2 separate regions of the Mus musculus genome follow, and region 2 is linked to region 1. A link is a contact called in public HiChIP or PLAC-seq data. All regions are on one chromosome and are shown on one strand. Each heading gives the region's core, a stretch centred on a gene start, on an enhancer-like site or on the middle of the called end of the contact. The rest is flanking DNA. Distances are from core to core; before and after follow the strand shown.

The links. HiChIP or PLAC-seq counts read pairs in DNA pulled down with a chosen protein or histone mark.
Region 2: a contact with region 1 is called in an H3K27ac HiChIP or PLAC-seq map of embryonic stem cells, with 9 read pairs. The contact joins the promoter of 2610017A05Rik here to the enhancer-like site in region 1. A contact is called at or near these places in 3 of 39 promoter capture datasets (cranial neural crest, embryonic stem cells and frontonasal cranial neural crest), 1 of 484 Hi-C or Micro-C datasets (embryonic stem cells), 15 of 115 datasets of contacts at active chromatin or transcription factors (astrocytes, bone marrow-derived macrophages, embryonic limb bud and 3 more) and 2 of 9 other capture datasets (adipose tissue and embryonic stem cells).

What each region holds. Positions count from the first base shown.
Region 1 is chr6:148,357,679-148,361,241 of GRCm38.p6, forward strand. All of the region lies in intron 5 of Tmtc1 (transmembrane and tetratricopeptide repeat containing 1), which reads right to left. Among named protein-coding and RNA genes, the nearest start is that of Tmtc1, 85 kb to the right of the region's middle. Within about 2 kb of position 1,308, at least 29 of the 459 cell types and tissues checked have an H3K27ac peak or open chromatin away from gene starts, as enhancers often do. A contact at or near this core is called in embryonic stem cells, where this site is marked.
Region 2 is chr6:148,829,948-148,833,445 of GRCm38.p6, forward strand. It overlaps 2610017A05Rik (a long non-coding RNA gene), which reads left to right and starts at 1,673. Exons shown (of 2, transcript XR_869626.1): 1 at 1,673-1,761; 2 at 2,918-3,167. Ipo8 (importin 8) reads right to left here and starts at 1,520. Exons shown (of 25, transcript NM_001081113.1): 1 at 1,217-1,520. The coding sequence starts at 1,300.

The DNA of each region.
Region 1 (3,563 bases), core at 58-2,557:
AAAAAAAAAAAAAAATTGAGACACTGTCTCCCCAGCTCAGGAGGGTCTTAAGTTTCCTGTATAACCATGGATAATTTTGAACTGATTCTCCTGTCTGCTCGGATTACAGGTTTATGTCCACCAGACCAGGTTTGGGAGGTGCTGAGGAAAGAAACCAAGGCTTCCTGAACACTAGGCAAGCATCACTAGCTCATAACTGGCTTTAAGCCCTAGAACACCTTCAGGTTTCATTTAAGTTAAGTTAGAGAAAAATAAATCAAGTTTTTCTTGTTTAAAACAGCACCCAAACCTAAGTCCCAAGGGTATTCTTTATTTTTACTCAAATAACAAACATGAACTATGCAGCCCTGGGCTCTAAACGGTTTGGAGATAGTGTCTGGACCAGGCTAGTCTCAGAGATCCACCTGCCTCTGCCTCCCCAGTGCTAGGAAAAAGAAGTGAACCACTGTATTTGTTTTTTTTTTACCATTGAAAAATCTATTTTTTTACCAGTTAACTATTCAAATCATAATATATACACGTTTTTTAAAAATTATCTACTTGGGTTTTTTTTTTTTTTTTTTTTGGGTTTTTTAAAACAAGTCCTTCTCTGAGGAGTTAAGGCTGTCCTGGTCTTTTGTAGATGTGGGAAAAATGCCAACAAAAAACATGCCTGCCTCTGCCTCCCGAGTGCTGTAATGAAAATGGTCTGCCACCACGTTTGGCGACACAGGGTTTCTCTGTGTAACCCTGGCTGTGCTGGAACTCACTCTGTAGACCAGGCTGGCCTCGAACTCGGAAATCCTCCTGTCTCTGCCTCCCGTGTGCTGGGATTAAAGGTGTGTGCTGCCACTGTCCGGCGCTGTTTTCTAACTTTAAATTTTTTATAAAGTACACAGAGCAGCATGCTGAGAGTCTCAGGTTTAGTTGCCCCCCCCCCCCCCCCCCCCCCCCCCCCCGAGCGTGAGCAACCATGTGCGCATGCGTGTGGAAACAACCACTCTCTTCTTTGAAGCAGGACCTCTCAATCAAACTCAGAGCTCATTGATCTGGCCAGTCTTTCCTGTCCTCTTGCTCTGAGGATCGGGTCTCAGCCTCCAAGGCTGAAATTACAGGCAACTGTCAAGCACACCCAGCATTCATTTGGGATCTGAACTCCTGTCCTTACTCTTTCACAGGAAGCGCTTAGACCACTCTGCTACTTTCTGGACCAGATGCTGGTGCGTTTGTTTTTAATGTTTCCCCAAACATCCAGGCCTTTAGAATGCCAAGTCAGGATGTTTGCAGGGACATTACCCTCCGGAATTGCTGAGTGATTGCGGGGATCCCACGCTCTTAAAGCTATTCTCATCCAGGGCTGTGAGGGGGATTAAGCTGCATGAATGCTCACGGCTCAACTGCACTGTTGTCTGGAACATAAATTACGGGGTAGAACACTGCATAGTTAACTAAGCCCTTTATTTGAGCACATCTGCACCCCCAGTATCATACTCACACCTGTTTCTGCTGCCCCTAATTGGTATCCAGTCTGTGATGTGCATGAAACCCTAAGTGGCATTTGAAGCCAAGCCCTTTGGGCATAAGTATCATTGTAAAAAAACAACAAATAAAACAAAACCAAAAAACTCTCCCTATTCACTGCGGAGACTCTTAGAATATTTTTGTAATACCTAGTGGAAGAGGAGGGGGACTCGCTAGTAAATTCAGGGGAATGTAATGGACTCGCAGGACCGAGTGAGTGCCACAAGGCCAACATTCTGCGCTTTAAACATATGGCTTTTCTTATGAGATGAGATGGGAGGAAAACATGTAATTCGAGTCTCAAAATAGCCTAAGCCAAGCACCAGGCATTGTATGAGATACGAATCTCTATTTATTTATAAGCCCAATTACTAAGGCATATTGCTTCGGCATCTTATATATGAAGTGTGACAATAAAGAAATGAGATCAGGCTCTTTTGTTGTTTGGCTCATAAACTGGCACTGATGGAATTTTCAAAATAAGAGTTTCTAAACAATATTAAGGAACTAAGGATGAGTGGAGCAAGTTTATAGCCAAGACCACTGCCAAAGATAAGAGTCCTCTTACTGTGTAGCTCTGATTTCTGTACTGAAACCAGTCATAGTCCTTGATCTACATAGCTCACATATAATGTCAACTTGTTAATAAACTCCAATGGTGAAGAACATATATATCCCCCCTCTTTTTTTTTTCAGTTTTGTAAATCCTGAGAGCCATAAGCCAGTGGTTCAGTCTTTGGTATTACAATAGGAAACTCCTTCAAATATACATGTTATCTGACTGTGCCAGAGGTAGGGAAAATGCCATCCTTTGAGACTAGGATTAAACAACTGTGGCTGGAGAATGGGTTCTGTAGTGATTTATGGTCTCCCATGGAGATCAGTTCCCAGCACCTGTTTAGTGCTGTCATAACTGCCTCTAATTCCATTCCTCTTCTAGCCTAAGATGGTCTAAGATCAGTGCTTATTGTTTCTCTCTCCTTCTTCCCTCCCTCCTTCCTCCTCCCTCCATTTCTCTTTCTCTTCCTGACTTTTTCTTCCCCTTCATTGTTTTTGTGATACTAAGGGTAGGATATGCTAGGCAACCATTCTACCAATGAGCTTTATCTCCAGCCCTACTTTTGCATTTAAAAAAAAAAAATCTTATTTGACAGTTGTCTAAAGTATGTACACACACACACACACACACACACACACACACACACACTGTACTCAACCCCCAATCCCTTCTCTCCCCAGCTCTCTTTTATACTTTGTATTTTGAGACAGGGTTTTACTAGGTTGTTCAGGATGGCCTTGAACACACTAGTCAACCAGGCTAGTCTTGAATTTTTGATCCTCCTTAGCCTCCTGAGATACTGGGATTACACAGGCCTGTATCTATTCTATAAATAGAAGTCTATTTCTATTCACCCCAGATAGAGAGGGCCAAACAGGCGGAACGAAGAATCCTAAGTGTAAGTAGAAGAACCAGTGAGTCTGGGGCTGACTTAGAGAAGGAGTATGGGCGGGGCCACAGGAGCATGGGCAACTATACCATCAACGTGTCTCCATATGCAGAATTCTCAGCTGCTTACACATCCTGGGAAGGAGCCCAGGTGCCAGGTATTGTCCTCTTTCCCTTCTGGAGGGAGTGTTAATGAGCCCAGTGTAGCCAGAGTCTGCCTGCGGGCTAAGTGGGGTTCTGCAACACAGACCTCATTAGCCTCAGTTGGAAGAACTGTCCATCCCAAGCAAGCACTGTGAGGTGAGCGGGTGAGCTGCCACATGATGTCATTACTTTGGACACAGAGCTTCCAAACTGACCACTGTCACTGTCTCACCAGTGTGTCAGTGGAAATGTGAGCTGGCTTTCAAAGCACCGCATGTATTCTTTTTAGTAAGGTGTCTTCCTCCTGCCGGCCCACACCATACACTTTATTCTCATTTCTTTCAGTGCCTTCATTATTTCACTTTTCTTCTCAACTCTTCCTACCACCTCACCCCTTCTCTTATAGTATGCTATATGCTGTTCTTGGTTACGGGAAAAAATAATTAAACAATGTATGAGTATACACACACAT
Region 2 (3,498 bases), core at 423-2,922, 470 kb after region 1:
CCTCAAACACCACAGATTGTCAGTTAATATTTCTCTTTCAAGATTCAAAACATCTTTTATAACAAAAACAAACCTCTACTAGGGCAAACACACTGGCCAAGAAGAATCCTTATACTTCAGGAGGCACAGAATTGCCTGGGGAGCCACTTAAAACACAAACTTGTTTCTATTCCCAGGTTTTCAGGTTCTTTACATCAGGGATGAAGCCCATAATTTGCATACCCAACCGTTTTCAGAGAAGCATAGGCCACTGGTCTTAGCAACCCCTCAAGATCCACTAATTAAGGAATATCCCTTCACACTTGTAGCAAGCTCAATTGTCAAGCCATGTAAGGAAATTTTAATTTGTACATTTTAGTAAGAGGATGATAGTCCCTCTTACATGAGCAGAACCAGAGCTTGTGATATTACAATTCTGAAAGGTTGGGCCAGATGTGGTAACACACACCTTTAAACCCAGCAGACTAGAGGCAGAGGCAGAAGCAACAGGCAGATTTATGAGTTCCAAACCAGCCTGTTTAACACAGAATTCCAGGTTAACCAGAACTACACAGTGAGACCCTGTCTCTGAAATGAAAGGAAGAAAAAAAAGGAGGAGGAGGGAGAAGTATGGTATGGACAAAAAAAAAAAAAAAAAAAAAAAAAAAAGACGAGAGTAACACTGGAACAATGAATGTCTAGACTGCTTAGAAAAATGGAAAGCAGCTAAAGCAAAGTCACACACATTTCAGTATTCCAAAGAAATGCCTCAAATATTGTATTACTGGCCGGCCCAGTCTTTGAAATGGTACGGGGAAACCGCGTGCCCTTCCTAGAACTCTCTCGGACAGTGCTGCCCAGCGCTCCAGCAATACTGTGCCATGATCCACACTGCCACCGCCAGAAGCAGGCGAGGGGCAGGGTTTCCGACAGCAACACCTGAAAAGGGCGGGTCCGGAGAAAAGCTAGCTTAGCTTTGGTGAATTTTCCCACCGCGTCTCCACGTAAGCGCATTAAAGGAAAAGAAAACACACCCAAAGACCACTATCAATGGTTTCGTAGCTTCTTTGTGCTATGTGTCCAAGAGAACTGAGCAAGTGCACCAAGAAAAGGACAGATAGCCAACAGGTGCTCCAGTTGCTCCGCAGGGGTCCTGGTCTCAGGCTGGGGTTGGAGGAGAGAGGGAGAGAAGGGAGAAGAGTAGGAAAAAGAGAAAGAGGGGCAGCCCCTCGCTCACCTGGTTAAGCTCCGTCTCAGCTGCAATTCTCAGCTTTGGGTCGATAGTGCCCTTCAGCGCCTGGATGATCCGATTGAGGTCCATGTCCGCGGGCGGGAGCTCGGGTCCCAGAGCCAGCAGGCCGGGTTGCAGCCGGGATGTCTCCTGGCCCTTTTTGGCCCCCTCTACCTCAGGGGACCACCTCACCCCCACCCCCTGCCGCTGCCACCACCGCCTGCAGCTACTTGCTGCGCCACTCTGACTCCGCGCCCCCTGTCCTCCCTCCTTCCCCCCGACAACTCTCTCTCCATTCACCTTTTACGACAGCCGGTGGGAGGTGGAAGAGGAAACGGAGACTCCTTTACGGCTGCCTCTTCCCCTGGCGTGCTGCACTGACCAGCACCCGCCAGAGACGCCATGATGCTCGTCTCAGGAGCCGGCATTCATTGCACAGCGGTGCTGCTACAGGAAGTCGCTCAAGTTTGTTCCAAACACCAGACTCCCGCAGACGGCCGCCATGATGCGGTACGGAAATCCTAGCTTGTCCACCCACTGGTGTGACCAAAGTAAGTTAATTGGCCTGGCATCTATTTACAGTTGTTGCAAATTAGGCATATCTAAAGGGAGTGGTACTTTTTGTTCGAGAACTCTGAACATCACAACTGAGCTGTTTCAAGACAAACTTACTGGAATCCTGAACTTACGTAGCTTACAGAAGAGGTTTCCTTTAATGTTTGAGCGCCACCCTTTATCCTGCCATTCATTCTTTGAACATTTGTTAAAAATGTTTACAGACAGGCACCATGTTATAATAACAAGATAAAATTTAATGCAGGTTTGTATGTATGAAAACTCAAAATCTAATAGATAATCAAATGTGTGTGTGTGTGTGTGTGTGTGTGTGTGTTTCTCTTTAGAGTGTAAAAACACAAAAATGCAGTAGTCAAGGAAACTATATGACCAAAAGTGCCCAAAATGTCCAGACTTTCACTGTGAAAGGCAAGAAGGGTTATGCTGTTTCCATCTACAACTGCAAAGCATACAAAACATAAAGTAAAGATGATTGTGGGCAAATGCTGCTGAGATGTGATCCTCCAAGGAGCATATAATTACGATGTATTGGTTCAATTAAATTTAAGAACAGTGTAGAAAATGAGACAGGATGTATGCTATATGACTGATTGCTTCCAGCAATGCCCATTTCAGTCCATTATGCACACAGCCATCAGAATGAAAAATGCATTTTCAATTTGAAATGTTACCTTTGCTACCTGCACCCCCAATTTCCTTTACTTATGATATCAACTCTAATAGACCTTTGAGTGGAAACATCTAGTTTCTTTGGAAAGTTATGTCAAATGATGGTTTGCAGGAGCACACAGGTGGATGTCAGTGCTAAAGCAGACACAGGTAAAAGGATATTTTGCTGGAGCAGACACAGGAAAAAAGTTTTTCCTCTAGCAGACACAGGTGAAAGGATGTCTTGATATAGCAAACACGTGAAAGGATGCTTGATGAAGGAGTATAAATATGACCCCCAAAGACAGTGGGAAACAAGCAATGAGCGTTGGTTTGCTCTGCCTTGCTAACACTCTATGAGCCTTCTATTGTTGCGTTCAACTTGTGGTAACACCAGCACTGAGAAAAATTCGTCCAAGAACTGCTTGTGAAGTTCCTGCAGCAGCTAGTAGCTTCTGCTGGTGAACCTGGCAATTTCTTCAGGATTGAACAACAGCTTCTGGTTCCTGCCTAGTGTCTGCCTGCCTAGAGAACTGGTCTGCAGCTGCTGAGTCTTATTTGGTGATTGCTACAGGACTGAACTACTGAGAAAGATCAAGCTCACCCACAAAGAAATACTGCTGAACAGGCTCACTCTCCCCGTACCCTAATAACTTTTCTCTTCCACTACTTCTGCTGGATGGTGGGCTAAAGGAGAGGGTGAACTCTTATTAAAGTAGGTTGCAAAAAATTATTACAAGCCTTTTTCACTGTTTTTGATACAAGATCTCTCTTCATAGCCCAGGCTGGTCTCAAACATGGGGCAATCCTGCTGCTTCAGCCAAGTGCTGGTATTCCAGCCATGAGCCTCACTTCAATGTCCTCTTTTCTACTTAAAGCCTATTCTCCTGTCTTTCCCTTTAAAATTTTACACTTGTTCTCCAACTCACTCATTCCTCTACTATTGAACTATTCATTCCTGACTACACATCATTTCCTGCTTTCCAACTCAACTACTGAAGAGTACCTTTGACCTATTGGGCTCATTGATAACACTATGTGTGTCTAAGGGAAAGAACACGTGT